Linked DNA regions of Mus musculus: all the other regions are linked to region 5. The links are chromatin contacts, called in public HiCAR-type, HiChIP or PLAC-seq and promoter capture Hi-C maps. All regions are on one chromosome and are shown on one strand. The core of a region is the stretch at or near the end of the contact, and the rest is flanking DNA. Distances in the headings are between cores, read along the strand shown.

Evidence for each region. Promoter capture Hi-C pulls out the DNA fragments that hold promoters and counts their contacts. HiCAR-type assays count read pairs that join an accessible place to other places. HiChIP or PLAC-seq counts read pairs in DNA pulled down with a chosen protein or histone mark.
Region 1: a contact with region 5 is called in a promoter capture Hi-C map of liver, with 4 times the contacts expected there. The contact joins the enhancer-like site here to the promoter of Txn1 in region 5. A contact is called at or near these places in 5 of 39 promoter capture datasets (cranial neural crest, liver, maxillary cranial neural crest and 2 more), 1 of 484 Hi-C or Micro-C datasets (muscle stem cells) and 8 of 115 datasets of contacts at active chromatin or transcription factors (the NIH/3T3 cell line, astrocytes, bone marrow-derived dendritic cells and 4 more).
Region 2: an H3K27ac HiChIP or PLAC-seq map of thymic regulatory T cells shows a contact between it and region 5, with 7 times the contacts expected there. The contact joins the promoter of Epb41l4b here to the promoter of Txn1 in region 5. A contact is called at or near these places in 3 of 39 promoter capture datasets (liver and pre-B cells) and 1 of 115 datasets of contacts at active chromatin or transcription factors (thymic regulatory T cells).
Region 3: a contact with region 5 is called in a HiCAR-type map of astrocytes, with 3 times the contacts expected there. The contact joins the promoter of Zkscan16 here to the promoter of Txn1 in region 5. A contact is called at or near these places in 4 of 39 promoter capture datasets (the 3T3-L1 cell line, hippocampal neurons, liver and 1 more) and 4 of 115 datasets of contacts at active chromatin or transcription factors (the NIH/3T3 cell line, astrocytes, epiblast stem cells and 1 more).
Region 4: a contact with region 5 is called in an H3K4me3 HiChIP or PLAC-seq map of embryonic limb bud, with 4 times the contacts expected there. The contact joins the enhancer-like site here to the promoter of Txn1 in region 5. A contact is called at or near these places in 4 of 115 datasets of contacts at active chromatin or transcription factors (the NIH/3T3 cell line, bone marrow-derived macrophages, embryonic limb bud and 1 more).
Region 6: a contact with region 5 is called in an H3K27ac HiChIP or PLAC-seq map of bone marrow-derived dendritic cells, with 5 times the contacts expected there. The contact joins the promoter of Ptpn3 here to the promoter of Txn1 in region 5. A contact is called at or near these places in 3 of 39 promoter capture datasets (the 3T3-L1 cell line, cranial neural crest and liver), 4 of 484 Hi-C or Micro-C datasets (Th1 cells, embryonic stem cells and uterus), 7 of 115 datasets of contacts at active chromatin or transcription factors (the NIH/3T3 cell line, bone marrow-derived dendritic cells, effector CD8 T cells and 4 more) and 1 of 9 other capture datasets (adipose tissue).
Region 7: an H3K4me3 HiChIP or PLAC-seq map of embryonic stem cells shows a contact between it and region 5, with 4 times the contacts expected there. The contact joins the enhancer-like site here to the promoter of Txn1 in region 5. A contact is called at or near these places in 5 of 39 promoter capture datasets (the 3T3-L1 cell line, HPC-7-derived erythroid cells, hippocampal neurons and 1 more) and 10 of 115 datasets of contacts at active chromatin or transcription factors (astrocytes, bone marrow-derived dendritic cells, embryonic forebrain and 4 more).

The regions. Positions count from the first base shown.
Region 1 is chr4:58,895,574-58,899,291 of GRCm38.p6, forward strand. All of the region lies in intron 1 of Ecpas (Ecm29 proteasome adaptor and scaffold), which reads right to left. Among named protein-coding and RNA genes, the nearest start is that of Ecpas, 15 kb to the right of the region's middle. Within about 2 kb of position 2,053, at least 22 of the 459 cell types and tissues checked have an H3K27ac peak or open chromatin away from gene starts, as enhancers often do. A contact at or near this core is called in liver, where this site is marked.
Region 2 is chr4:57,140,917-57,144,654 of GRCm38.p6, forward strand. Epb41l4b (erythrocyte membrane protein band 4.1 like 4b) reads right to left here and starts at 2,240. Exons shown (of 25, transcript NM_001355492.1): 1 at 1,932-2,240. The coding sequence starts at 2,237. LOC108168956 reads right to left here and starts at 3,735. Exons shown (of 2, transcript XM_017320489.1): 1 at 3,690-3,735; 2 at 2,342-3,075. The coding sequence starts at 3,735. The coding sequence ends at 2,342.
Region 3 is chr4:58,940,835-58,944,924 of GRCm38.p6, forward strand. Zkscan16 (zinc finger with KRAB and SCAN domains 16) reads left to right here and starts at 2,794. Exons shown (of 6, transcript NM_001099323.3): 1 at 2,794-2,824.
Region 4 is chr4:58,629,717-58,633,561 of GRCm38.p6, forward strand. No RefSeq gene overlaps it. Among named protein-coding and RNA genes, the nearest start is that of Lpar1, 78 kb to the left of the region's middle. Within about 2 kb of position 1,990, at least 13 of the 459 cell types and tissues checked have an H3K27ac peak or open chromatin away from gene starts, as enhancers often do. A contact at or near this core is called in embryonic limb bud, where this site is marked.
Region 5 is chr4:57,954,061-57,958,414 of GRCm38.p6, forward strand. Txn1 (thioredoxin 1) reads right to left here and starts at 2,351. Exons shown (of 5, transcript NM_011660.3): 1 at 2,127-2,351. The coding sequence starts at 2,150. It overlaps Gm35344 (a long non-coding RNA gene), which reads left to right and starts at 2,383. Exons shown (of 3, transcript XR_881303.3): 1 at 2,383-3,452.
Region 6 is chr4:57,298,783-57,302,695 of GRCm38.p6, forward strand. Ptpn3 (protein tyrosine phosphatase, non-receptor type 3) reads right to left here and starts at 1,587. Exons shown (of 26, transcript NM_001384115.1): 1 at 1,499-1,587. It overlaps Gm12536 (a long non-coding RNA gene), which reads left to right and starts at 957. Exons shown (of 3, transcript XR_003955208.1): 1 at 957-1,528; 2 at 2,989-3,913.
Region 7 is chr4:58,719,387-58,723,193 of GRCm38.p6, forward strand. No RefSeq gene overlaps it. Among named protein-coding and RNA genes, the nearest start is that of Olfr267, 64 kb to the right of the region's middle. Within about 2 kb of position 1,450, at least 17 of the 459 cell types and tissues checked have an H3K27ac peak or open chromatin away from gene starts, as enhancers often do. A contact at or near this core is called in astrocytes and embryonic stem cells, where this site is marked.

The DNA.
Region 1 (3,718 bases), core at 803-3,302, 940 kb after region 5:
AAATCTACTAAAATGTTTGCTGCAAATTTTATACAAAATAAGACAAAAATAGAGTGTAGAAAATAAATAAAAAAGACAAAAATAAATAACATACACTAGATTAGAAAAAATATTTTCATTATCTGAAGATTATATTAGCACACAGAAAATAAAAATTAATCTACAGATATATTACTAGAATAACAATATATAACAATCAGTTGATTGTCTACATACCAATAACAAATCATTAAAAAATAGAATTTGTGATCCAGGCACATAGCACATACTAGCAATTGCAGCACACAGGAGGCTAGGGCAATAGAACATGTATTCAAGGCCAGGTTGAGTTGTAGGGCAAGACTGTGTCAATTTATCTAACTTGAGAAAATTCTTTTTAGTGACAAGTACATAGAAAATAAGAGGAAATTATGCAAGACATCTAAGCAGAAAACCAAAATGTACTGTGCTGTAAGAAACTGAGGAAAACTGAAAGGGTATACAATAATCATGGATCACAATAAAACAAATCTCTTCATCTAATAGTTTAAAATCTGAAATCCACACTCTAAGACTACTGATGCTACACTTGAACTAACATGGATTACAGTCAAAATACACGGTTATTAAGCCTATTGTATAAGTAAATGGAAGACTTGGGTCTCATCCATAAGCTACCACATTATAAATACATGAAGTTTTTTAATCTAAAAACAAAAATCAAACATCCTATCTGTTTCTAAGCCTCTCAGATAAGAGTTACAATTTATACTAACAACATGTCAATTATCCTCAAACTGATCTACAGAAAATACTATCCAATATCAACTCAAAAGTATTTAAAGAATACTAAGTAAAAGCCTGATTATACCATTTCTACAAAGGACTAAGATTTGCAAAGGATGACCTGGAAGATTAAAAAAGAAAAAGTCAGAGAAAAAAATGCCAGTATTTATCATCCTCTTGATGCCAAAGAGGAAAAACAATTTATATGACAAGATTTCAAACCTTGCCAAAAACTCCAATAATTAAAAGTACAATGTGGTACAAAAACAGACCAGTTGAAAAAATACAAAAAGTCCTTAAGAGGTAAACTTGTACAAGTCACCTGCTTTAAAACAAAGTTATGAATGAAATGAGTAAGTAAATATTGTTATTTCAGCGAACTGCACTAACAATTGCATTGTACTATGGGAAAACAAACTGTAACTCCTACTTCATCACACCAAACATGAAAGAAGATAAATTTCTGGTGAGTCATAAATCTAAAGATGAAAAGCTAAAGGCAGTCAGTGATGGAGTCTGTGCGTAATATAAACAAGCCCCTGGGTTCTTCCTAAACTCTAGGAAAGGGGAGCCTTAAAACAGGAAACTAATCCGTAGAGGAGTCTGGAAAATACAGAAACCACCAGTATCACAGAGCAGAGTTTATAAATGTAGATTTGAAAGCAACCAGCATAGAAGGAAATTACCACTCTGACAAAATATATCTCTGTAAAATCTAAAGCAAATATGATATTGCGTGCAAAACCTGGACAACACAAAAAGTACACACTATTCTAAAAAACTGAACTGAGGTTCATGAAAATGCAGTAAATAAACAGGATTTTTTTTAACTGGCAGTATTTCATAGCTTATATAATAGCTATGAGAAGAGTATGTGGAGCAAGAAGTTCATGTTGCATACAGGTCAGAGTAAAGAAGCCAACTTAGATACGCGAGAATGGAAATATTAACATTTGTGCTTTTGTTCAACAGCAACAAAAAAAAGGTATAAAACCTGGAAGTGAATCCTACAAAACATGTCAAAGTTCTTTATAGAAAAAAATAGTACTCTAAACTATAACTTAATTCTAATGACTAGAATAAGGAGACTAGAAATATTCAGATTTCTGTGTCAGATGGAACAGGTTGGTTGACTCTGTGATTGAGATGCCGAAGTCTCCACAGTTTAAACACTGACATTAACTTCCACAGAATTCGTCATCCAAAGCTCAGTAGGAAGGCTCTTCTCTGCTCAGCACTCAGCTCGGAGGGCCACCTCCAGTGAAACTTGGCTGCCTGGCTCCATAACCTCAAGCCTTCTGCTCTACAAACAGGTTAACTACTCTCAATGCCTTTTACACACACCACGCCATGTCCCTAACCAAAGTCCACCCAGACTTTTTTTGTACCAGAAGAGTAAAAATTATCTGGTAAGCAGTAAAAATGTCCACAAATAAACCCAGCATTATAAAAATAGTACAATATAACAAAATCAAATATTTTCTATAGAAAAGAATTCATGAAAGTTGAAAAGATAATTATAAAATTCAGGTGAAATGTGAATAGAAATAATATGGAATATCAAACAAAGATAACCAATAAGTCCCACAAAAAGTGAGTCACTCTACTATATTGTAAGACTTATTATAAAGTTACAATCATTAAGAGTATATATAATAAAAGTATTTAAGAGGGACAAATCAACAAATTGAAAGAGAATAGAGAAAACAACCAGAAATAAATATCATAAAAATCACTTTTGTGTAAATTAATAACATGAATTAAAAACTAAGGTATTTTAAGCTTTAAATGAAAATCTGAAAATGAAAAATTGAAACACTCTCAATGAAACATTTAGCACAAAGCATAAAATACCAACAAAATATTTTTAAAAACTAGTTCTGTAAAGTAAAAAGGAAAAGAGGAGTACATTACAAATATCTCCTACGTTTTTAACTACAAAAACCTGAATAGAAATACTTTAGAGAACTAAGCTAGGTACTCACACTTAAAGGACTCCAGAGAGCTGCCTCAAATTTGAAGCCAGTGTAGTAAGCTCCAAATATGCTGTCCCTAAATCCAAAGAAAATCAAGAAGGAAGGAAAGAAAAAGAAAAGATAGGCAGGCAGGCAGGCAGATAGGTATGGCACTTTATACAGCATGATCTTGGGGGTGGGAGGAGCTTTCTCCTGAGAAGAGCTAAGCACAAGGACATGTGCATAAAACCATTCATTGTCACAGGGTTTTAGTAAGAGTGGAAACTGAAAGTAACCAAAACTCAGCCAACAGGAGAATGGATTAAATATAGCAGGGTCAAAAGTGATAAAAACAAGAGTTATATTTACACAAACAATAAATAGCATTATGTTGGAAACATCTTAAGATCATGGCAAGAAAACAAATCAGAAAGATAGGCATGCACAAGGCACTTATATAAAGTTTCTAAATGCAATATGTATACTGTTCAGGACAGTTCTCCATAATTTCTTCATAATATTCTTTTGTTTTTACTTGAAACATTTTTGTTTTAAAAATATTACATACACGCCAAAATTTTATTTATAAGTGTATATGTGTATAAAAGGGGGAAGAAAATGTATCACTGGTGTTTCTTTGTATCTTTAAATATTCAATAAAAATAAATTTCTTTATTTAAAAAGTACAGAACAATTAAAATAATTTCTATTTCAAGAATAAGGAAAGAATCTTAATCACAGAACTTTTAAAGAATCTTAAATGCAAAAGAATAAAATAAGAGTATTTGGTCTAAGGGAAAGTGCCAAAACCTTAAGAACAACCTTAAAGTGTCTCTCACACACACACACATACATACATACACACACACACACACATACATACACACACACATACACACACATACACACACACACATACACACACACATACATACACACACACAAAAACAGTTTCTAGCTCAGCAGTGCCAACTATTATATATCCATGTAAGAAAAAA
Region 2 (3,738 bases), core at 990-3,489, 810 kb before region 5:
CTCCATCTTTCCTCCCCGAGAGCTTACACGACATAGCCAGCGTTGATTTGCTTTTTATTTGTCTATGGACATGGTCATATGTCTGTTTTTATAGATAAAACTTGAGGTTCATTAAATCACACATTTTTTTTAAAAAAACATCAAAAAGATCTACCATCTGAAGGAAACCCGAGATGGAGGAATTCTTCTGTGCCCTTTTATAAAAAAAAAGGGGGGGGGGGAGAAGCCTTTTAGGAGGCCACTCTTCCCATCCCCCACGACCCCACCAGCTGCAGTCAGTCAGCTTCCCAACCTGTTCGTTTGTGTACCTGTTTGGATCTCTTTAGCACACAGGCACTTTACTCCGTTTGCAATTTTTCATCTCAGAAACACCACTTAAGCCTGTCGCACAAACCTGACAGTAGCAATACATTTTATAAGCCAATTATCCCTGGGGAACAGCCACGAAAACTACCAGGCAGGGAGCACCGACAAAGTTCCCGGGGGTATCATTCCTCTGCCAGATGCAAACTGCGCCACAGCCTCTCTCAACCCAAGCTGCCCACTCACCTAGCCTCTGCTCCCCGACTCGCAGGCTGCCTCTCTGCATCAGAGCTGGCGAGCCTCATTCTTGGGGAGCGGTGACATGCATGCTTTTTAAAAGACAACAGCTTTGGGCTGGGGAATGTTGGCACCTTTTCTATGAAAAGGCCTCGCGAGGATATTTTTGTGACAAAATGCTCTCCTATAGAGCACAGGAACCACAAAAATGAAACTACCATAAATTGAAGCTGTCTCCAAATTAACCCACAGGAAGCAGCATTAGAGCCTAGGCTAGCGAGGCTGATTTTTCCCATCTGAAACCCTTACAGGTTAAGTGTTCTCTCCTTAAATCCAACGAATTCCTACCACCCAGTTACAGACTGTCCGGAGGCCTAAACACTCCGGACAATCTGTAACTCATCTAAAGCTCAATTACTGCGGTGTCTTCAGTCATGCCCAAAGATTCCCGAAGGCACCGTCTGCCGCAGCGCAGTGGGCGCCCGTTAGTGCAGCGTTTGATAGGATCTGACTGGCCCCTTCGGCCAAAAAGGCTCTTTTGGCGGCTGGACTCCCTGTCGGAGACACTGGCGCTGGCCTAGCTTGCCACTGGAACTGGGCCCGGGTGCAACCACCTGTGGGTGTGTGAACCGGACGCAGGCCCTGGTGCTGCCACCCCGGGATGCCCTGAACGAACCACGCAAACTGCCGGGTGTGGGAGAGAGTGGGTAGGCCAGTCCAGAGGGGACCGGGGCCAACTCCCAGCACGCCAAGGCTTATCTCTCCGTTCAAAGCGGACCTGGCCTGAGTTGGCTCCCAAGTCGCTCCACTCCCTGCGAGGTTGTGAGCCAGGGAGCACTTTGGGATAGGCTCCCTATGGGGGCCATCCACGGGGAATCGGGAGAAGGCAGAGCGGCAAAACTGTTCCCTAAGCCTCTTCCCAAACTTGGGGCACCTGCTGAGCAGCAGGCAAGGATTTCTTCTCCACCAAGGCCTGATACCCAAAGCGGGATACCCCGGAACAGCCCTGCGTCGCTTGAAAAATTCTACTCAATCCAGCAGCCGAAGGCCAACATTGGCAGGGAATGCCAGCCACCTGCGCCAAGGGGAGGGGACGTAGGGACGTGTGCATGGGATAGCATGGGGTAGGAGTGAGGCACAAAAATCCTAGGTGGTCGCCAAAGAAGGGCGCCGCAACCCTGCGGTTGCAAGGTGCCAAAGACTGGGCCCCAGAGCATACCCGGGCTGGTGGTCTGGGAGGGTTCATGGCTGGGGAAGATTGGCAGAAGATGGGGGAGGGGTCCCCAAAAAACAGCCCGGGTAGCTTCCCAGAGAGAAAGAAAGACTGGGACAGGGGGTTCTGACCCAAGCAGAGCAGGCTGCTAGTGCCCCGCACGCGCCGCGTCACTCACCGGCAGGTCCACGCTCACTTCGGTTCCGTCGAGCAGGAAGACACGGCAGTAAAGGGTGGCCTTGGCAGCTCCCGAGGCGGAGATGTGCACAGCCGCGCCGCCGGTGAGCAGGGGCCCGCCGCCGGCCGGGAATACGCTGCCCCCGGGCGCGGCGGGCAGCACCGAGGAGCTGGCGGCGGCAGCCGGGCCCCCTCGCGGCCCCCCGTCGCGCTCGTCCCCCAGCCCGGCGGCCCCGCGCCCCGCCGCGCCCCGCGCGTAGCGCTGCATGGAGCGGCGGCCAAAGGTCCGGCGCAGGAACCGCAGCATCCTGGCCGGGGGCGCCCCCTGCCTCCGCCCCCTGCGCTGCCGCCGCGCCGCCGCCCGGGAGCGCCCGGCGCCGCCGTCAGTGCCCGCCGCGCCGCGCCGCCTCCCGCGGGCTGCGGCCCGGGGCTCGCTCCCGCCCCAGCCGAGGCCGCCGCCGCGCTCCGGCCGCCCGCGGGACGCGTCGGCCGGGCCAGCGCCCGCCGAGAGTAGCCGCGCGGGAGAGAACGCGCACAGGCGGCCCGGGGGACCGTCCCGCTGCTGTCGCCGCTGTCGCTGCCGCGCGCTTGGGGCGGTCGGTCGGTGCCGGCTGCTGCGTGGCCGCTGCCCCGCGAAGAGCGCCGCGGGGGGACCCGGCTGCGGGCTGCTCCCGCGCCGCGCGCCGGCCGAGGGCCAGCCGGAGCAAAGCGCCTGCGTGCTCCCGGCGCGCTCGCTCCCACTCGCGCCGCGCCCGGCCCGAGGAGGCCCCCGCCGAGCGCCCGCTCCCGGGGCGCCTTTTCCTGCGCCCGCAGCCCCCGCCTCCCACCTGGGAGGGCTGCACCTCCAGCCGCCGCCGCCGGCACTGCAGCACGCCCTCCTCCCCCGGGGCTGCGCCGGGCTTGTGCTGCCCCCTGCCGGCCCGAGCGCCCCCTGCTGCTGTAGGTGCGCTCACGTGCGTACACGTAGGTGAGCACACACGTGTTTCCGGGCGCGCAGGACCCCCTAGAAGTCCAAGAGTTCCTCCTGCTTGACCAGATGAAGAAAATAAGACTGTCTCCTTCCAGGGAAGTCTTACCCCTAGGGCAAAGAAAAACACGGCTCTTTCTGGAAGAAAAACAAAAACAAAAACAAAACACCAACCGTACTCAGTTTCTCCTTCTGCAGAAGTGGAGTAGGCGACCTAGAAGGTCCCTGCCACTTAATGAAATTCTATCTGCTTAAAATCTCAACCCTGGCTGGAGCTTTAACCTGCCAGTCCAACGGACCCGTTCCAAACAAGAAAATTGAGGCCTGCGAGGAGGGGAAGTACTTTTCCATACTCCTTTGGAGACACCCTGCTTCAAGGACCTCGCCCATGCCCAGAATTAAGGAAAGGTCCTGCATAAGCTATTGCTACTGAGAAGGTTGGTCAAGGTTGGACAGACTCCTGGGAAGCGAAGCAGAACATAAGAATGAATTGCATAGGGCACATGGAGCAAACTGGAGACAGCGAATTGCTAACAATCAATGCCCACAGGTTCAGGGTTTGCCCACAGACAAGTGAGTTGTCCTGTGTTGCAGAAAGGAATGTGGGAAATGAAGCTGAAAGGAGGCCAGGCCTTTGGGGAGAATAACACTACTGTTTATCAGGCCCTAATTTTGTGCCAGACATTACGGTAAGCCCTTTCCATATGTCTTAATTTAGCCTGTTAGCGTACAGGTTATTACCTGGATCATACAAAGGAGGAAACTGAGCTTTGGAGAGCTTAAGAGACTGACATACAGACTCATTGGGCTCCAGAGCTACTGGTGGAGCTTGTAACATGGT
Region 3 (4,090 bases), core at 1,544-4,043, 990 kb after region 5:
AGGCTTTTTTCTGTGCAGAGCTGATTGGCTGCCACTTTGCTGCTGTCTAAGTGACCTTGGGCATGCCTCTTTTCTGCACTGTCTTTGAGAGGCCAAACCCACTCTATCTTGGGACCAGCCTCCATCTAAAAGAAAAGAAAAAAAAAATCCTGCGAACTTGACCTACAACAGAACCCAAGCTGACCCACGTACCAGGAAGGACCTCATGGCTTGTCCTTGGCCAGAGTTACTCCCTAACGACTTCCTAGTAACAGTTAATCAAAGATTAGTCTGGTTGTTTCAGATGCACTTTAAGACCGTTTGTGAATGTATACAGTCTTGCTTCAGAGCACCCACCTGTCGGTTTATAGTCATTTTATTAGATGCTTGCCAGACTGGACACCCCTCCTCACCCCCTTACTTGCTCCTATTTTCCTATAAAACCTTGTCCTGCTGAGGGTTCGAGGCTGCTCTGCCTTCCCTGCCCATCCTGCTGTGTCAGGATTAGGTTGGAGGAGAGCCCAAGCCCAAGCTTGTAATAAAGAAACCCTAATACATCAGAAACGGCTCCTTGGTGGTCTTTGGGGTTCACGAACGATTCCTGGAACAACATCTTTTTTTCCTGTAACATAGGTGGGAGGAGTAGGCAGGCCCTTGGCTTTTCAGTTTCAGGTTGATCTAGCTCAATGGTCCTTAACCTTCCTAACATTGCCACCCTTTAGTACAGTTCCTCATGTTGTGCTGACCCACAACCATAAATTCATTTTCATTGCTACTTCATAACTGTAATTTTGCTACTGTTATGAATAATAATATATCTGTGTTTTCTGATGGTTTTAGGCAACCCCTATGAAATGGTTGTTCAACCCTAAAGGGGTCTTGACCCACAGGCTGGGAACCACTGTTCTAGAAGGGCTTTAGAAAACCAGTCAGCCCTTTACAAAGACACACATAAGCATACATATGTACTTCCTTCCCTATCCATGTAGCAGAACAGGTGCTGAGTTATGAGCTGTATAAACAGGAAACTAATGTAAATAACTAATCACAGGGGAATGCCATGCAGCAATGAGATCAGCTAGTTCATAACCATAAGCAACAATTTTGACAGATGTCATAGGCATAATAGTGAATGAAAGAAGCCATCTTTATATAAAGAGTACACACTATCTGTTCTAGTTAGGAGAATTTAAAATTCAGGGTATGGAGATAATAACAATTCCACTTTGTTATAAGTTAAAAACAAGGGCTGGAGAGATGGCTCAGTGGATAAGAGCACTGACTGCTCTTCCAGAGGTCCTGAGTTCAATTCCCAGCAACCACATGGTGGTTCACAACCATCTGCAATGGGATCCAATGCCCTCTTCTGGTGTGTCTGAAGACAGCTACAGTGCACTCATCATATATATATATATATATATATATATATATATATATATATAATAAGTAAGAAAATAAATAAATAAAATCTTTTAAAAATAATAAAAACAAACAAAACAAAACAAAAAAACTTGGGTTGTATGATGGATGGATCCTGCTTTTAAACATTCAAATGAACACCCCACCCTCCATCTGAAGCAAACGCAGAAGCAAACTTCATGCTCTTTGGCAGCTGCAGTACCATTAAACAGCACCCTCGGCCCATTTCTGGACTTTATGAGCTAAGAGCCGTCACCCTAATTTCAAAAATCTAGAAACTGCTCTCAAAGGAGTTACATCAGCAGTATACTTGTAGGACAATCTTCTAGAGTAGATATAGATGCTGATGTGGTCATCTTTACTAAATGTGATCTGCCTCACTTGTGTTAACTTGCTCCTGCCCATCAATGGCTGCTGTATGTCTCCACATTCCAGTACTACTATCATCTCTGGGATACTGGGATGCCACGGCTCTATCTTCCATTATCAGTTAAACCACCTCTAGAATCACTTGGTAGACATGCCTATGGGCATGCCTATGTGGGATTATCTTGATTGCCTGCTGTGGGTGGCACCATTTCCCGGGCAGGAAATCCTAGATTGTATAAGTAGAGAAAGGGACATGAGCACCAGCATGCATCCACAGCTCATTGCTTCATGGTTGTGGATGCCACGTGACCAGCTGCCTCAGGCTCCTGACGCCTTGACTTCCCTGCCATGAGGACCGTACCTTGAGCTGCGAGCTGAAATAAATCCCTTTCCTCCTTGGTTGCCTTTGTCAGGGTATTTTATCACAGTAAAAGAGCAAGTAACTAAGATACTAGCGTTTTGAGCAGTCCTTCCTTGGGAGGGACATAATCTGCCTAGACATGGTATAAGTGATGGACAAGGGGGGAAACGAAGAAGCTATTGCAACAGTGCAGGCAAAGCTTTGTGTAGGGTGCTTGCCCTTGGACCATGGTGGCAGGTGTGGAAGCCAGAGGATGACATTTGTATAGTGTTTTTGCTGTGTTACTTATGGTTTACATTAAAGGCATCCCTAATGTTTCCTCAGTGGATTTTTTGCAACTTTGCATTCTAATGAACAGTGGTGCTGGGAGAAGCTGAGGAAGATTTAAGGTTACTGTGGATGCCGGACTGCTTAGATCTAAAAACCTAAGTGTGTTCTAGGCCTCTAAGCCTCTGGCGCAGCAATAATTTAGCAGCTGAGCCCCCCAGACGCTTTTCTGTGACCATGCGCAACAGGCCAGATAATAGCCTATGGAAAGCACTGGAGTTTCTGAAATCCAGGCCAGCGGACCCCGGGAATCGTAGTTCCTAGCCTTTGCGCAGGCGCAGTGGGTCCCGAAGTCTTGCGCGCGCAGCTGCTGCGGGACAAGGTTCTGAACGCTTATTGCGGTGCAGCTGGCTGCGGATGCTGGTGCAGGTATTGGTGCTTTCCGCCGTTCGGTTCGGGGCTGCGCGGGTTGTGGGCTCCGAGCGCACGCCTTGGGCGGATTGGGACCCAGAGCGTCCCTCGCACCAGGCGCGCTGCGCTGCAGCTGCAGCTGCGGGGGCGTGCACTTCAGCAGCACCGCGCCTTCCCGTCCTTCCATACCACCCTGTGCTCAAGTCTTGAAAACTTCGCCACCATTGGTATTTTGAGCCATATAATTCTTTGGTGTGTCTGCTCGCGTGAATGTATGTGTATGCGTTTGATCCTTTTATTAGATGTTGAACAGCGTCTCTGGCTGTATCAATCAGAAACCTGGATCGTCCTTCCTCCGCGTTCCTAATAAGCTGGAGGTCTCCAGGCTTTGCCAGCTGACACCTGTGGGGTAAATTGCCGCTGACTTTCTCCTACGCGTTGGGAACCAGTACCTGCGTCACATTTTCACAGAGCCTCTGTTGAAGCAGCTGCGCATGTCTCAGTCACTGCGGAGTCCCAGGTACCCAAAGGGGTGCCAGGTGACATGGTGGGCGCCTGATGGTTAGCAAAGAAATAAATGACATCTCGCGTGCTGGGTGTCGGGTCCTGAGGTGGATGGTTAATGCTATGTTAATTGCAATAAGAGGCTAGTATATCCTGCCAAATAGTGGTACATCTCGGGTCCTATTTCTGAGATGTAAGTGATCTCTACAGGCCTGTCCCCACAGTGCCCATTCCCATCTTTATAGATCCCAGTCATTTATGGTATGAATGAATGCAAGCAGCACAGGCTAGGCTGTGTGCAAAAGATCATTTAGAGATCAAAAGGAATTTCACTCGATGGTGGTGGCCTGTCAACAGAGAAGAGTCGGAGCTTTTGTTTTTGATATGGTTCCTGTGAGGTTCCCCCAACCGCTGGTGGGGTGGGGGTGGGGGTGGGGGTTAATGAGGGTTGAAACCACATGCTAGGCAAGTGTTCTATCACTGAGCAGTATCCAGCCCTGGTTTTATTTTGTGTTTATGAGTGTTTTGCCTGCATGTATATCTGCACTGTGCGATTGTCAGAAAAGAGAGTGTTGGATTCCCTGAAACTGGAGTTACAGATGGTTGTGGGCTGCTATATAGGTGACAGGAATAGAATTGATTATGGGTTCCTCTGCTAAAGCCGCAATGCTCTTCACCCCTGAGACCCAGGAGCCCTGTTGGGAAGAATGAGCAAAGGATTGTTAGGAGTAGGAAGGCATCATTCCAAGTGATGAGGGGGCGGGAATCTCGCTGGTGTAA
Region 4 (3,845 bases), core at 740-3,239, 680 kb after region 5:
CTTTTACAGCCTGCAGAATGCATATATTTTGTCTACTACTTCACCAGTGTTCTCTACCATCATGAGTCTCCCTGTGTTAGTCAACCTACTAAGAAAGCATTTAATTGGGGGCTTGTTTACAGTTTCAAAGGTTTAGTCCACTATCATCATAGTAAGAAGCATGGTAGTATGCAGTAAGATGTTGGAGCAGTAGCTGAGAACTTCCCCATCCTTCTAATCCTTTCAAACAGTGCCATTCTCTGGAAACTGAGTATTCAAATATATGAGCCTATAGGGATTATATATTTGAGTGTAGTCAAATCACTACTCTCCCCTCTTTCTCCATGTTTTTAGGCTCTTCACATCCATTCATATGAGGACTTAGTAGATGCTCATTACCTACTAAAATGCCACCAATTAGTGATTTTAGCCAGATATTTACAGGCAAATTGGCATTAGAAGAAAAGGCGAGAACTTTACACTTTATTTCTAAGGCTATAAAGGCTTAAATAATACAACATCGACAAGTTTTTTCTGAAAAAAAATATTAGATTTGTATTTTGTATTTTTATACAAAAGCTATCATGAGACAAGAAAGAAGCAAAATAATGGGTGAGGGTACACACTGTCACAGCACACCCCACTCTCTGATAATCAGAGAGTATACACGTTACAACACATCCCATTCTCTGATAATCAGGGGTACACACTATCACAACACACTCTGCTCTCTGATAATCAGAGAGTACCCACTCTCTGATAATCAGAGGGTACACACAATCACAACATATCCTGCTCGCTGGTAATCAGAGGGTACACACTGTCACAACACACCCCACTCTCTGATAATGAAGCTGAATGGTGATTTTGAAAACTATTATAAAATTACAAATCACTATGGAGGATAAAAGCAAAGACTTTATAGTCCATAGAGAAAAGGCAGAAAATACAGGGACAGGAAAAAGTGCAAAAATTCCAGAACATCTTAAAATGCATCAAAATAAATTCAGTCACCACCTCTAGGAAACAAAAACTCTCTTGGGTATGTCAGAAAATGAAGTCTAGCTATGTCCCATTTCTACAAAATTCATAATGAAAAATTACAAAATATTCTGAATAGGTAAGTCAAATTGATCTCAACACTGGGCTGCATTGAAAATCTACGTTTAAAAATAATTTTTAACAGAGGGGGAGGAGGATTAAGTAAAGGTTATCACACAAGCTGGACAACCTAAGCTCAGACCCTCAGAACCCCCACAAAAGGTCCATGTTCATGGGCTAGCCTGGCTTATACAGAAGTAACGAGATTCCCTGATTCCAACAAAGTAGAAAAGCAAGGACCCACATTCAAGGGTTATCCTCTGACCACTGGCACACACGTAAAAACATGCACACATTCTCATATGCTCACACGTCTCATCTCTCTCTCACACACACACACATACATTTTTAAAAAGATAAAGGCAAATATATCACAGCAATACTAGCAAAATGAAAACATGGTTACAATATTAATACCACATGAATTTTAATTAAAGGTAAAAACATAAATTGGGCCTAATAAGACAACTCACAGTAATGAAAAATACTTCAAAATTAATTTTAAAATATTCATGAATGTATATCCATTCTAATGAAACAAAGAGGGAAAGCAGACACCACCATTAGCAGGGCATTGAAAAGTGTTTGCATTGCTTTGATCAAACTACTGAAAACCTCTAGCAAGATGTTGCTGTTTCTTGTGACAAGTTTATAGTAATGGAAGTACTTTAGATACAAGGTCTTTGTGTCTGCATGAATGCGAGTTGCAGAAAAATGCTCAAGCCAGCTAAGGGGGTGGCCTAGAACAAACCAGATCTAAGAGTTCTGAGAGAAATAGAGACCAGATGTTTTAAAGTCCCCAAAGAATCACGTGACGTAATAAATATCTGGGCTGATCGGAAGCATATGTTGCACCCTACAGGATAACATCCAAGTGTATAAATGTGGATGCCCAGATCCTTCAACAGGCTGCTCCCTGCTTGAAGAGATGATGAAATATAAGTTACATCAGTGGATTTCTAGGGCCTATGCTCTCTAGTGTATTTCTTCCACTAGTCCTTGTTTACAAGATATTTGTAAACTACCATAACAATGGATAGGGAAGTATATAAAATCTGTGCTGTTATGATGGGGCACAACCGTGTGGGGAATTTGCATGCATTTCCTTGAAGATAAATAGCTGCCTCTTATCTGATGGTGATGGCAGGTCACCTTGTCAAATCCTGCCATATTGTTAGGGTAAACAACCATTTTAACTCACAAATTAGCTTTGGTAAGAGAAAATCCACACAGCTGGGACCACAGATAATCTCCATTGTTACCAATATGGCCATAAAAATAAATAAGCAAGTCAAACAACAACAAAACATTTATTTGAGTAAAAGAGATTATGTGGCTTCCATAGGACAGCCATCTTGTCCACCTGATTGATGGTAGGGTCTTCTATCATTGGTTTAGCTAAATGGAACACACATTTCTTTGTACTCTTGGGCTACTCCATAAGGTTCATCCACATATCTATCAGCAATTCAGTGTTTTTCAATTCCCAGAGCTTCTGGCTAAATGGTTTGTCTCTCGTCATTTGGCATGCACAACTAAAGGGCACTTTTAAAAACATCAGATTAGCATAGTGTCCACACGCAATAAATTAGTTTGATGCCTTTGGCAAATCAAGAGAGCCAAGGAGTCCCTCCAGGCTGTGTGATCGCAAAGATCAAGAGACTGAAACAGTGCCGTTCTCCTTGCCAAGGGGACAGAAGCTGCTCTTGATTGTGACTTCTAGTGAGAATTAAACAAAATAATAGGTGTTCTAGATTGATAATTTTATATCAAACATTAGGGGATAGTATGCTCTAGTAAGAAATATTATATGGCGCTGAACAGATGTCTTAGTGGTTAAAAGCACTGGTTGCTCTTCTAGAGGACCCAGGTTAATCCCAGCACACGGCAGCTCGAAATTGTAACTCCAGTTCCAGGAGATCTGGCACCCTCACACAGACATGCATGCAGACAAAAAAAAAACCCATCAATTCATATGCAGCAAAAATAAATATATAACTTTGAAAAAATGAATATTATATTTTGAGTAACAGTGTCAGCCAGAGATGTCAAGGATGCACCAGTCATTGTGATGTCACTGCATGCCATTGGAGCTTATCACTGTCTCAGCCAAGAAGGCATTTTCATTAAATCAGAGAGAAATTTTGCCCAGGAATTCTCATCTTCAGAGTTGGATTTGAGAGAGCAACCACTGTTACCAATTAGCAGTCCCCATCCTGACAGATGAAGAACTTTAGTAAAAGCATCGCTCACAAGTGCATGAGTAGTGGTTGAGGTACCTAGGGAGTATCATTAACAGAATCTCCTACAAGTCTGTGAGCATGAACGATGTGAAAGAAACAGTTACAGCGCTGGCTGGTTTTATGTCAACTTGATACAAGATAGAGTCATCTGACAGACAGGAGGGAGCCTTAATTGAGAAAATGCCTCCATTACTGTAGGCGACCTTGTTGGACATTTCTTAATCGGTGATTAATGGGAGAGAGTCCTGCCTGATGAGTAAGGACAGCACTGGGCTGGTGGCCCTGGGGTCTATAAGAAAGCAGCTGAATAAACCATGAGAAGCAAGCCAGTAAGCAGCACTTCTCTATGGTCTCTGCATCAGCTCCTGCCTCCAGATTCCTGACCTGTTAGAGTTTCTGTTCTGACTTCTTTCAGCAATGAATGGCAATGTGGAAGTGAAAACCAAATAAACCCTTCCCTCCCAAGTTGTTTTATTTCGTGGTGTTTCTTCTCAGAAATAGGAGTCCTACCCAGGACAGGTA
Region 5 (4,354 bases), core at 1,101-3,600:
GGTCCTTAGCTGGGACCTGAGTCCCAGTTGATGAGATTACATGACAAAACAGGGCAAACTGCATCTCAAACACTCTCAAGGTTTACCCCCAAAAGCTATGAGGCAAAACCAAGCAACACTACTCAAAATACTGAAAATGCGGCTCACAATCCTAATTTCGGGCTTCAGTGAACACCAATTACAGAGGCAGGGATGTGCAAACTTGCAAAACAAGTTTTCTTCTGCCGATCTGTATTGGCTTGAAGAGTATTCAAAATTATCTACTAAGAAGCACATCACAATTTTTAGCTCTAGAAACCAATAACCACAATTGGCAAGTGTCGCCAGTACTGACACCAATAACCTGGAGACAAAACAACACACCCGGAGTAGACCGGAGCAGATGCTATCATCTCTTTTCTCAAACATACCCAATTCAGGGGCTGGCAAGATGGCTCAGCACATTAAAGTGCCTGCCACCAAGACCAACGAACTGAGTTCAATACCCACGACCCACAAGGTAGAAGTGAGCCAACTCTCTCAAGTTGTCCTCTGACCACTGCCAATGGATGCCCCACCCCTATATGTGAATATAAACCGAAACAGAAAGCCCCAACAACAAAACCATATTCAGCAAATAACAAAGTGTTCTTTGCTTTTTTTTTGAGACAGCCCAGCCTCCTGAGCGCTGGGGATTAGAGGCATGAGCCAACGCCTTGGTCTAACACGTGGTCTGTGAAGCACTGAGCAAAGTGTGTGTGTAGTTCAAGGAATAATTTTATTCTTAAAGATAAACACGGCAAATCAACTGTTGATTTCTGAGCCATTATATCATAGCCTATTATTCCACTCCTGTGTGGAGATTGACCCCAGGGGCCTTTAACTACCCACACAGTCGTCAGAAATAAGGCTACATTTTACATAGTTTAATTAATCAACTTAAGCCCATCACATGAAATTTATGTGTATTCAGTTTAACTTCTGATTCTGGGCGACTCCGATCAGAGCCTTGGTAGCAGGCTTTTGGGGCCCAAGCTTTTTCCGAGTAACTGGTTTCCTGGCACCAATGTACACCGCTCCTATTGGAATGGCAAAGGTTCCATAAGTAGGTCAGTTTAAACAGATAAGGATCCAACTGGGTGCTGGGACTAATATGGCTGGTAGTGGGTGAGCCAACTTTTGTACTGAGACCCAACCAGGTGCTCAAAACTGGAGGGCGCGGACCTGTCTTCCACGGATTTCCTAGTTTAAGGGTGAGCCAGTCTTTCACACATCAATTTCCACCCCCAACCTCCTTTCACTTTTCATTTTATAAATATTCCCCGAATAGTTACAGTGTAACAGGCTCTGGGTTTCCCAATCTGGAGGATATTTTGGTTCTCAGTAACTTTCGAATATGGTAACAGTTTTTCCCTTGGGTATTATTTTTCTTTTCCCAAAGGGCAGGACTTTGTACTTGACTACTCCCTGGGGGAGAGCCCTGGTTCCAGCAAAGCCCACTTATGGAGGGTCAATCACTGAAACCTTAAGGTTGCGAGGCCCCGGGGCCAGACTTTGGGGACTGAGTCATTCCAAAGCCAGAGCTGCCGGAAACACGCCCTGCGACGCAGGAGGAGGAGTCTCTCGGGCGCGGCCTGGACCTTTCTCCTTAGTAGTCACCTGGGGTACCGATCCGAGGGTACTTAACTGGGACCCGAGACCCACCCTCATGCACCGACCTGGCCTGTGTCCTCTAGGCGGCAGGTCACTGATGGAGGGAAACTAAGGCCGAGCCCAGCAGTACAACACACCCGCGCGGCGTGTGGCACCGCGTACTCGAGAAGTGGCGGCTCTCCATCTTTTCCTAGAGATCCTAAATCCTGATTCAGTTGGGGCACGGGAAGGGGGGAGTGTCACAGGAGGACCCCGGTCCATCTCTTCACCTCCGCCAGATTTGGGCTGGCGGTAGGGAGTGCAGCTCCGGGGACTCAGGTGCTGCCCACGAGTGCATCTCCCGTACCCGGCGTTCCAGGGTCCCCTCGTCCCCTCCCCCAGGGCATGCTCCACCGCCGAGGGCGCACACAGGCCCTGGGCCGCTAAGCCCGCGGGGACACCGAGAGTGTCCTCTTCAGCACCGCGGGATGTGCGCGGCGCCCGGGCATGCGTACCTTGCTCTCGATCAGCTTCACCATTTTGGCTGTTGCGGGGAGGGAGCCACACGCGTCTCAGCAGAACCAGATGGAAATGGATCCAAGGCGCCCAACGGAGCTTGCAACCGAGTGCGGCGCCCGCCTTCTCTTTATAGAAATAGGGCGGAGCGCAGCAGGGCGGGGCGGACGGGCACGCGCGGCGGGGACGCGCTTCCCGCCTCCCGCGTCCGCCAAGGCGCCTGGGCAGGCCGCGCCTAGACCACGCCCCCAAGAGGTGGGGCGGTTTTCCAGGGGGCGGAGCCAGAGTCGGCTACTAGTGCAGCCTGGGGACTGTCCTAGCGCTGGCCTCACTCCTGGCTTCCCCGCCCCACTCTAAGCTGCCGAACAAGAACCTTAGTTTATAAGGGGCGGAGCTAGCACAGGCTCCTGGAGCAGCTTCGGGTTTTTCCAGGCTCCAGACGCCGCGCGGCAGCTACCCCTAAGAGCCAACTTCCAGCTGCCTCAAGGGCACTTTAACAGCGAACAGCGCCGGGGTAGATCACGGTCCTCTCTCACACCGTAGAGTCCTTCTGTAATCACACTGCCCATGCCCCAAACTAGACCTAAGTCAGATACTTCCAGATTGGGGCTGGGGACAGTCCCTAGGACTGCCCAGGCAGAGGTGTATCCTTAGACTAGGGCGGCCATGCTGCAGTTCGACTCAAAGTGCTGAGTAACGATGACCAGGAAGTGTCTCAGTGCGCGTCCTCGCCAACTTTCTGGGTAGTTCTTTGCCGCTTCTTTCTCCTCTCTCTCTCCTATTCCTTAACTTTAACAGGTGAACCTGCTACTGGGAGAGGCACAGAGCCGTTTAGAGCCCTGTTCTGTGCCCCATGCACATGTAGGCATGATAGAGATCGGATAGTCTAGCTCCCAGCATTGTCTTGAAGGATTTAAGGGCTTGAAAACTGACTGAGGACAGCGTTTGGCCCATAAGGAAGCACTCAATGAATTATTCTAATTATAGTCATCGCGAGCGCTAATTAAGCTTGCGTGGTGCCTTGTGGGGCCTTGCTGAGTTTGGCTGCCTTGTATTTACAATGACAGTATAGGCTTTGAGGAGATTTTTCCGCCTTGGGAGAGGACGCCAGGAAGAGTCTTCTTCAATGATAACTGAGGTGATGTTCAGGAGGACAGGGCATGGTGGAAGAAGCTAAGATTCTTAAGGTGGCTTTGTGCAGCCCCAAGAGTGCCGCTGTATGTTCTGGTGAAGCAGCTGAGGTGGAGACTGGACAGAGCCAGCATCCTGGGAGGAACTCACCAAGCCTGCATTTGGAGAGCCGATCTAGATAAATCTACATCGAGGTGAAGCACGGGAGGCTAATGAAACTGTGTCTCAGCCACCCTACCCCTACCCACTGGCTTCCCTTGTTCAAAACATTTAAAATACCAGAACCAGTTGTGCGATGTTTTTGAAGGGCTGAGGAATTCAAGTAATGAGTGAGGATGTAGACAAGAGGGAGTGTTCTGAACATAGCCCTAGACTGCGGGTGGATGCTGCCCCAAAGGCAGTAGCCTTCCCTTTAGGACAGCTGAGGCAGAGAGGAACCCCAGGCAGATGAGCAGAATCTATTAATTCTCTTTGCAGCTGTCGGGTCTTTTCAGTCCAGCTACATTCCAGGTTTCTGGCTTTTTGGTAGTCAAACACTGACCTGTAGAACTTGGAAGGGTTCCTCCCTTAGCTGGCACCTCTCCACAGACCCTCAGATGTCCACTGATTCTGCTAGGAAGGCATGACTCCCTGGCACCTGTACAGTACCAATACACATGGGTAAATGTGGGGGATATCGACAATAAGAGAATGAAGAACTGGGAGGTTAGAGTGAGTGTTAAGATTCTTCACAGCTCTGCCAGCTCTCCTGTCTGCATCCCCACTTAAGTAGCTCTGTCTCTCTAGGGCAGTTTATTTAGCTTTTCTGTGCCCCAGGTTCCCTTGCGAAATGAAAATAATACCACCGTATGCTGAAGGTTTGAGTTACAATACTGTATGTGTAACGAGCTGAGAAATGTGTCCACTGCTTAGCACCCTGTGAACCGACCACGTGAACAGCGACAGGCTGTTATACTGAACGGCATCTGTCTGAGACGAGGGCAGAGAGCTGGGGTGGATGGGGCGACTATAAAACAGGTGTTAGTCTTGAGTAATCAGGAAGTTGGCAAAAAAGAAAACAAAACCAAACTAAAAACCACAGATGCTGTAACATGAG
Region 6 (3,913 bases), core at 337-2,836, 660 kb before region 5:
AGCCTAGGTTACACAGAAGGCGGAGGCTATCTCACTCAGTTAATTCTACTAAAAGGGGAAAGAGGGACGACACGGGGGGTGGGGTGGGGGAGGGGTGGAGGTGGTGAGGCACTTCAACCCAGACACTATATAGAGGCATTCCTGGTAGGCACGGTCGGAAGCAGGCTGCTACTGGAACCTACTGAGCAGAGGCTTTTGGGCACTCTGTAATGCACAAGGAGCAGCCACCACAAAGAACGATCAAACCCGCTGTGAGAAGCTAAGAGACCCCCGCTCCCCAATCCAAAAACATAAGGTTAAGCATGAGAGCTTTGCAGAATATGCATCTTTTTCCCAACCAGGATTTCCAATTCATCCGCTTCGACATTTGCAAGATGGATCATCTTGCAAAAATAGTTCTTTCTGTGAGGCCCGAGTGTCAACTTCTGGAGTTTCGGAACTCACAAAGACTGCCATTAAACAAGAGCAGCTCACCACCGCTCTGTGGAGTTGCTTTTTTCAAAGCCTCAGCAGACGTTCTCCTGGGCACAAACACAGACCCAGAAAATGACTGCCTAATTCTACCTTCCTGACAAAATGGGAGCCATGAGGGTCTCTAACTGAATTAAAATCACATCACGCCAACTGCTCGCTTGCTTTATGCCGGGCACGGAGCCAAACACCTCCACACCATTTATCCTACTTAATCCACCACCAACCAGGCGAGGTGGGCATTATTGCTGCCTGCGTGCAGTGGAGGAAATGGAGGATCAGAGAGGTTAAACGACTCGTCCAAGGTCACCAGCTGGCCAAGGGGAAGAGCCCAACTTGAACCTAGGTCTAGAGTTTCCCAACCACAAGTTCCCTGTACCTTCACGGAACACCCAGGTGTCAAGTTATCTTAACTTCTCATGAATTTTTTAAAGGCAACCCTCAAGTTCGTAATAAGTTTAGGAGGCAGCAACCGGGGGCGGGGGTTTCCGGGCGCGCTCTCTCCCTGCACAACGCAGCAGTGTCACACCGCAAGTTACCAGAGAAGCCACCCCGGTCGCCCGCGGAACGGGGCGGATTGGTTTGGCACTGGAGTTCGTGCCAGGCCCAGGAAATGCCATCTTTGCAATCTGAAGGGGAATTCGCCCCGGGTGGCTGAGCTTCGGGGACCGCGGAGAGCTGGATCCCCGCAGCGGTGCGCCCCCTCTGCCGGGCTGCGGATACCTCGGCGCCAAGCCCAGGGCTCGGCCAGACTGGAGCGCACGCCCACGCCCGCGCCGCTGCGTCCAGAACGCCCAGCCTTTTGCCGCCCACGCCCGCGCCCCGCCCCAGCCCCGCCAGGTGATCCGGGCCTGCGCCCCCCGGATGCCCGACGTGGCGCGGAGACCTGGGGCTACCAGCTCAACCGCTAGTCCTCCCGCGTGTCCGCCGAGCCCCGGACCGGGTGGGGGTTGGGTAAGCCCCGCGTGTCCGCGATCGCAGCAGCCCGCGCTCCGACCCTCCCCGCAGAGGACCCAGTCTCCCATACCTGCAGCATCCGGGGGCGCGGGGCGCCCAGGTAGGTCGCGCGGGCGGGCGGCACTGAAGCTCGCTCGCGCCGCGACCTGGCCGCCGTCTGAGCATGCCCAGTGCAGCCCGCGGGCGGCTCCCGCCGGCCCGGCTGTGGCCGCGACGGGCCCGCGCGCGGGGCGGGGGACCCGGGACAGGGGCGGGCCCGGGGCAAACTCGTGGGACGCTGCCACTGGCCTCCGCAGACCACCTGCCAAACTCCCGCAGACCTCCAGGTCCCCTGGCTCACGCACGCAGCCATTCGTGCTTTTAGCATTTATTGAACACCTACTGTGTGCCTGGCTTTCCCGGATTGCATGCCTAAGAATGGCAAGGGCTTGGCGCTCAACGAATCTGAAATGACAGCGAGCCTTGCGCGGTGGCTTCGTGGCTGAGTTGGGGGTCTCGCTGACTCCAGCGGCTCCGTGGCTGAGTTGGGGGTCGCAGGGCTCCTTTGCTGGTCCTAGGACACCAGGCAGGTTAGCCCTTCCCAAAGCCTATAGGGCCCCTAGTGGCGGGCGTTCCAGCCGGCCTCTTCCGCCTCCTCCCACACCTGTCTTCCTGCGCTCCGACTGCACCTTCCTCCCCATCATACCCTCTGAACTTGACCCGCCTGGAGACCTTTACACTGCCTTTCCCTCGAGGTAGGACGTCTTTTGCCCTGCTTTGCTGGTGTTTCGAGCCCTCTCACCATTCAGGTGCCTCTTGTAGGAGAGACCTTTCTGGCTACCTTTCTAAATTAGCCCTGACCTCTTGCTCCCTCTCCAAGTCCATTACCGCACTCCAAGCATGTATCACTTATCCATTCAACAGTTACTTACGTTCTTCACACTTAATATATAGACAAAATCTCTGCCCCTTGTTGGGAGTTTAGAAGGGACTTTCTCGCAACAAACAACAGGTCCGTAAACAACGCAGGGTATTAGGTGATAAATTCTAAGAACAGGGGAAAGGAGCCAGGCAAGAAAGATAGGGGGTGGCCCGGTGAGAGCTGGTGGAACAACCAGATCAGGTGACAAATACCATTCAGTCACGCAGCTAAACAAGGAAGCTTTCTTGGGACGATAAAGCCGGTGCAAAAACAAAACAAAAACAAAAACAAAAAAACCTCAAAACAAAACGAGCGCAAGCTTTGTGCCCGTGAAACGGAAGGGCGAGCGGAGGGGCTGCTGGAGTATGTTGCCGGCTGTCTCTCGCGACTTAGATTTCCCCCTTAAGGAGTACCTCCCCTCTGTGTCAGCTCGGTAACTCCGCCTCTCAAGAGACCCAGCCTCTAAACGACGCTTGGCTTCCAGTAAGAACTAAAAACGTTTTGTTGAATGAATATGATAACAAAAGGATGGAGAGATGGTTAGGATTCTATGGTCGGACCTGGGTGCTAGATATCCCGAGAACCTTTTGTTCCCATGTCACCACGAGACCCTCAGCCGTGCCTGACTTCCTGGCTTAGATCCCGGTCTCTGTCCCAAGGTAGTGCACCGCTGCAGGCGCCGCCAGAACCTCGCGTCCGGGGAATTCCTACAGAGCCCGGAGTCCTAGGGGTTGCACTGTCCTGGCCCCGCCTAGGATCGCACGCAAAACCTGGAGCTCGGGCGCCAGGGCAGCACTTTTCGGAGTGGCGGGGAGAGCACTGGGCATGCTCGGAGCCATGGGAGCCCAGCGTCCGGAAGGAAGAACCCCCAGAGGGATTGGCGAAGCTGCCCACTGAGTCCCACCTGGCCGTCAGTCTTCTACTTCCCTGCAGGGAGTACTGGGTCACCCTCCTCCCCCAAGCATGGTGGGAAGACTTGAAATTCAGAGACAGCTGACTGAACACAGTGTCCTCTACCAGCTGCTGTGTGATCTGCTACCAAAGCCTTGCGCTCTCTGTGCCCTAAATAATACAAATGCCTACGCTTGGATCCGGGGGAGTGTGGGGAATTGAAAAAAAAAAAAAAAAAGAAAGAACGGGAATTTATTCAGTCCACCTTAAATGTTTTTTCCCCTTGATGAGGCTTGAATCCAGGGCTTTGCACACAGTAAGCACGAATGTCTTCCAGTGAACTAAGCCCTGTCCCAGACTCATTTCTTAAGTGCCTATCTCAATCATTCATCCATCATCCTTTAACACTTTTTGGACTGCTAAGGTGAGGGACCTGGGAATTGTTAGAACTGTCCAGTTTAAATAAAGCCTGCTGGAATACATCGTTACCATTTCTTTGCTGTCACTGCTTAAAGCAGTGTTCTCAGATTTGAGCTGGAAAATAGCTGAGAACTTCATTGAAAAGCTCTAAAAGTTATTTTTTAACGAATTAAATTTTTTTTTTGTTCGCTTTTCGAGACAAGTGCTTCTCTGTGTACCCCTGGCTTCTTCTGGAACTCACTCTTATACATGCCCAACTGGAAACAAGTGGAT
Region 7 (3,807 bases), core at 200-2,699, 760 kb after region 5:
TGCGGTAAATCTCTCCATCCGAAATATGCCCCGGCAATGAAAACACAACTCAATTAATGTGAATACATGCTGTGTGCCTAGATTGGGCAGATCTATCACTACACTACCATCTTCCACATCTATGAGACCCCTTAGAACTCAAGGTTTCTCCAGGCCATGTACTTCTGCTTCACTTTTCTTCTTCTTCCTCCTCCTCTTCGTCCTCTCCCTCTTCCATTTTCTCCTTCTTCTCCCTCACCTTCTGCTCCACCTTCCCTTTTCTCTGCCCAATCATCAGCTCTCCTCTATTTTACAAATTAAGGTAGGGAGCAGGTTTACAGGAAATCACTGAGTGCTGACTCAATCCTTGTTCGCAGTCACTCACAGGAGAATGGAGTTAACATCAAATATAATTGGCCACAGGGCTATCCACAACTGTTGTCCATTAACTACTCTCAGCTATTTCTAATTAAATTATCTGAAAACACCCTAACAATAAACTCAGAGCCATGAATTTGCTATTTGACCCTTAACTCAGAGACTTAAACATCTCAGATCAATTTATAATAACAGTTATTAGGAGGACTGGGTCTAAGTCTTGTATTTTTAAAACTTTTGTATCAATAGAAGAAATATACCAATGAAAACCTTGATTTTGCATTAAAATAAATTCTGTACCAAAATAAGAAATTATGACTTCAACTTAGTAACTATTGTAAATATTTCTACCAAATGAGATTATCGCTATACAATAAATTCTAGCTATTCCTCCTTGTTCCAATTATGACCATTTCTAAATACCCCAGAAAGGCAACTTTAGAGTAATCACCTCCAGCCCCAAAGCCCAGGGAACTGGGACAACGACTCTTCATAACTTCTTCAACATGAATATGGGCATTGAAGTATCTTTGAAAGGGGGTGGTGGAGGGTAGGGAAAATGGAGGAGTTGGAAGGCCACACCAACGATTGTTTTAGTGTCCTGACTGGATCCGGCTGAAAGTCCAAAAGATCAGGAGTTCAAGCAGGTCGGTTTAGCATGTCTGATGATGAGACTCACCAAGGCTATATATTCTGTAATATACAAATCTCAAAACAAAATTTTAGTATCATCAAGAAAACTTTTTTGTTTGATTCTCTGGAAACTAGTCCTCTGGGCATATTAAAATTTTATCTTATGTGTTACAAAAGTAGTAGGTAACATCCATGATCCATGTTTTAATGGGCAGAACTCATCCCTGAGGCAATGTTTAAGGAAGGGAGATTATATCTATCAAGAATATCTGTTAATGACTCACATAAATCCCCTAACACTCTTTCTACATTAAGTTAAAATTGCATTTTCTCCTTCGGTCGCTTCAACGTTATTTTCAACAAAAAGCCACACAGGAACACTGACTGCTAAATGTCCCATTAGCATTCTCTGACCTTCTCCACAGCAGCGCTGTGACTGTGAACCTGCTGTGGCCATTGAGAAACACAAAAGGAATGGAAAAAGCCACTAAATGTTCTGGAGTGGCCCCAAAATACCAAGGAACAGTTCTGAGCATGTGAAGAAAAAAACCAGGAAACAAGTGAGAAGGCTCCGTGGGGCATGCTCCGAGCAAGTAAAACAAGGCCCTGAAGACCCGGAGGCCCCAAAAGCATACAGGAATACAGAGAAACCAGGGGCACAGGGGTACAGGGACACAGGAGCACGGGGCACAGGGACACTCTGGATATCTAGAGACATCCATACTTGCTCATACATTTTCCCTCCCTAAAACAGACCATAATAAAGGAAGAAGGAAGCAAGCAAGGTTACTAAACAAAAAAGATGCCCATACAATTCAAGAAGCCATTCCTGCCTTACACTATACTACTGCACTGTATGGTGGGCTAGCATGGAGGAAATTTGGGGAAAAAACATTAAATTGGGGAAGACAAACATGGAGATCATGGGAAAGTTGAGAACTATCCACTTGGAGCCACACCTCTTTTTTTTCCTCTATATCAAAACAGCCGTTCAATACCCAGAATATACAAGGAACTCAGAACTTAATAGTAATAATTCAACAATGTGATTAAAAATGGGCATCTGAGAAAGGCTTGATCTCTCTGCTGTCCAGTGAGAATGGCCGTGACACACGTCCCCAGCCACACACGTGTGAGAAGAAACGCTGTGATACTTCTGCTTCTTCCTCCCACCGGGAACACATGCATGGCGTGGAGGTGCCGCAGACAGACATCACCCAAGTAAAGGGAGCCCTTGCAAGAGGAGGCAGAAAGAGTATAAGAGCCAAGAGGACGGAGAACACCAAGAAAAAAGGCCTTCCAGACACAACAAGGCTGGTGCCCATAAGAACTCACAGAGACCATGGTAGACCACGGCCGCATGCACAAAGCCTGCATCGGCCTGTGCCAGATGGGATCCCAGTGCTGAGAGGGGAAATCGACACAACTCCCATCCCTAACCCAGAAGCTATCTCCAATAGCTAATTGCTTACAAAGGAAAAGTTATTTCTCTCCAACAGAGTCTCGCTGGGTCTACAAACCACACTTATGGGCAGGCTCAAACCCACCAAAAGTAAACAGCTAACACAAAATGAACTCCATGGTACTTTTTGGAGAATTTTTGTCTCATAATTCTTTCTTTGGGCTTTTTAATTTAACCTTACAGATCTTTTGCTTATATATTATAGTGTCCAATTTTGTTTTTATGGGTCTTCTTTGTGTGTGAATATGTGCGTCTTAGAGTCTGTAGTATTTCTTTTGCTTTTTCTTCTTCTCGGTTTTTGGTTTTTTGGTTTTTTTTTTTTGTTTTTTGTTTTTTGTTTTTTTCTCGAGACAGGGTTTCTCTGTATAGCCCTGGCTGTCCTGGAACTCACTCTGTAGACCAGGCTGGCCTCGAACTCAGAAATCCACCTGCATCTGCCTCCCGAGTGCTGGGATTAAAGGCGTGCGCCACCACGCCCGGCTCCTTTTGCTTTTTCTTTTACTCTATTATTTTTTTTTCTGTTTATTTTGCTTTACCCTATTCTGGTTTGTTTTATTTTGTCTTTTATCATCATCATCATCATCACCATCATCATTAATGCCTATTTGTTTTCAAATGAGAGAAAAAGAAGGGGTCTGGATTTTGCCAAGTGGGGAAGTGGGGAAAATCTGGGAGGAGTTGGGAGAGGGGAGACTGTAATCAGAATAAAATGTATTAAAGAAAATCTATTTTCAATTTTTTTTTTAAATGTGAGTTCTTTTTCTTACATCCCAAAAGTTAAAGAACATGCCACCGAAATCTGGCCAGAGACTTTGTCGAGCGGAATACATTGTCGAAGGGCAAGCGAGAATACATGCGACAGAGGGGGCTTGCGTTTTGGAGAGCGGGCAGGGTTGCCAAGAAAGAAAGGCCTGGTGGAGTTGGAACCCCGCTTTCAGTGCACTTCTGGGCAGGCTGACAGTAAACTGCCTGCTGAGGTCAGCACATTAGTCTCCTCTGCCCCACTCCAGATGTTACCTGCAGTAAAAGTTTATTAACCCAGGACAGAGCATGCGCCAGAGCCAACAGTGGCGACACAAAGCTCCGTTGTTCTCATGTCCCGATCCGGAGGTCATTATTTGATCTTACAACAGGGAGCCAGGCCTGCTCTCAGCCTTGGCGGGTTTTCCTCCCTCCTGCCAATCATGTTTTTCATCTTGCAAGAGGAAGCCTTTTGAGAGGCCGCGTTGATCTCTTCTTTGCTCCCATAGTGATAAAGCAAACAAGCACCAGGGCCTGGCCAGAACTTCCCCAAACAGTCCCAGTTCTCACAACCCTGAGGCTTCGCTGTGCCAGAGATTTCCTGTTCGAGAATG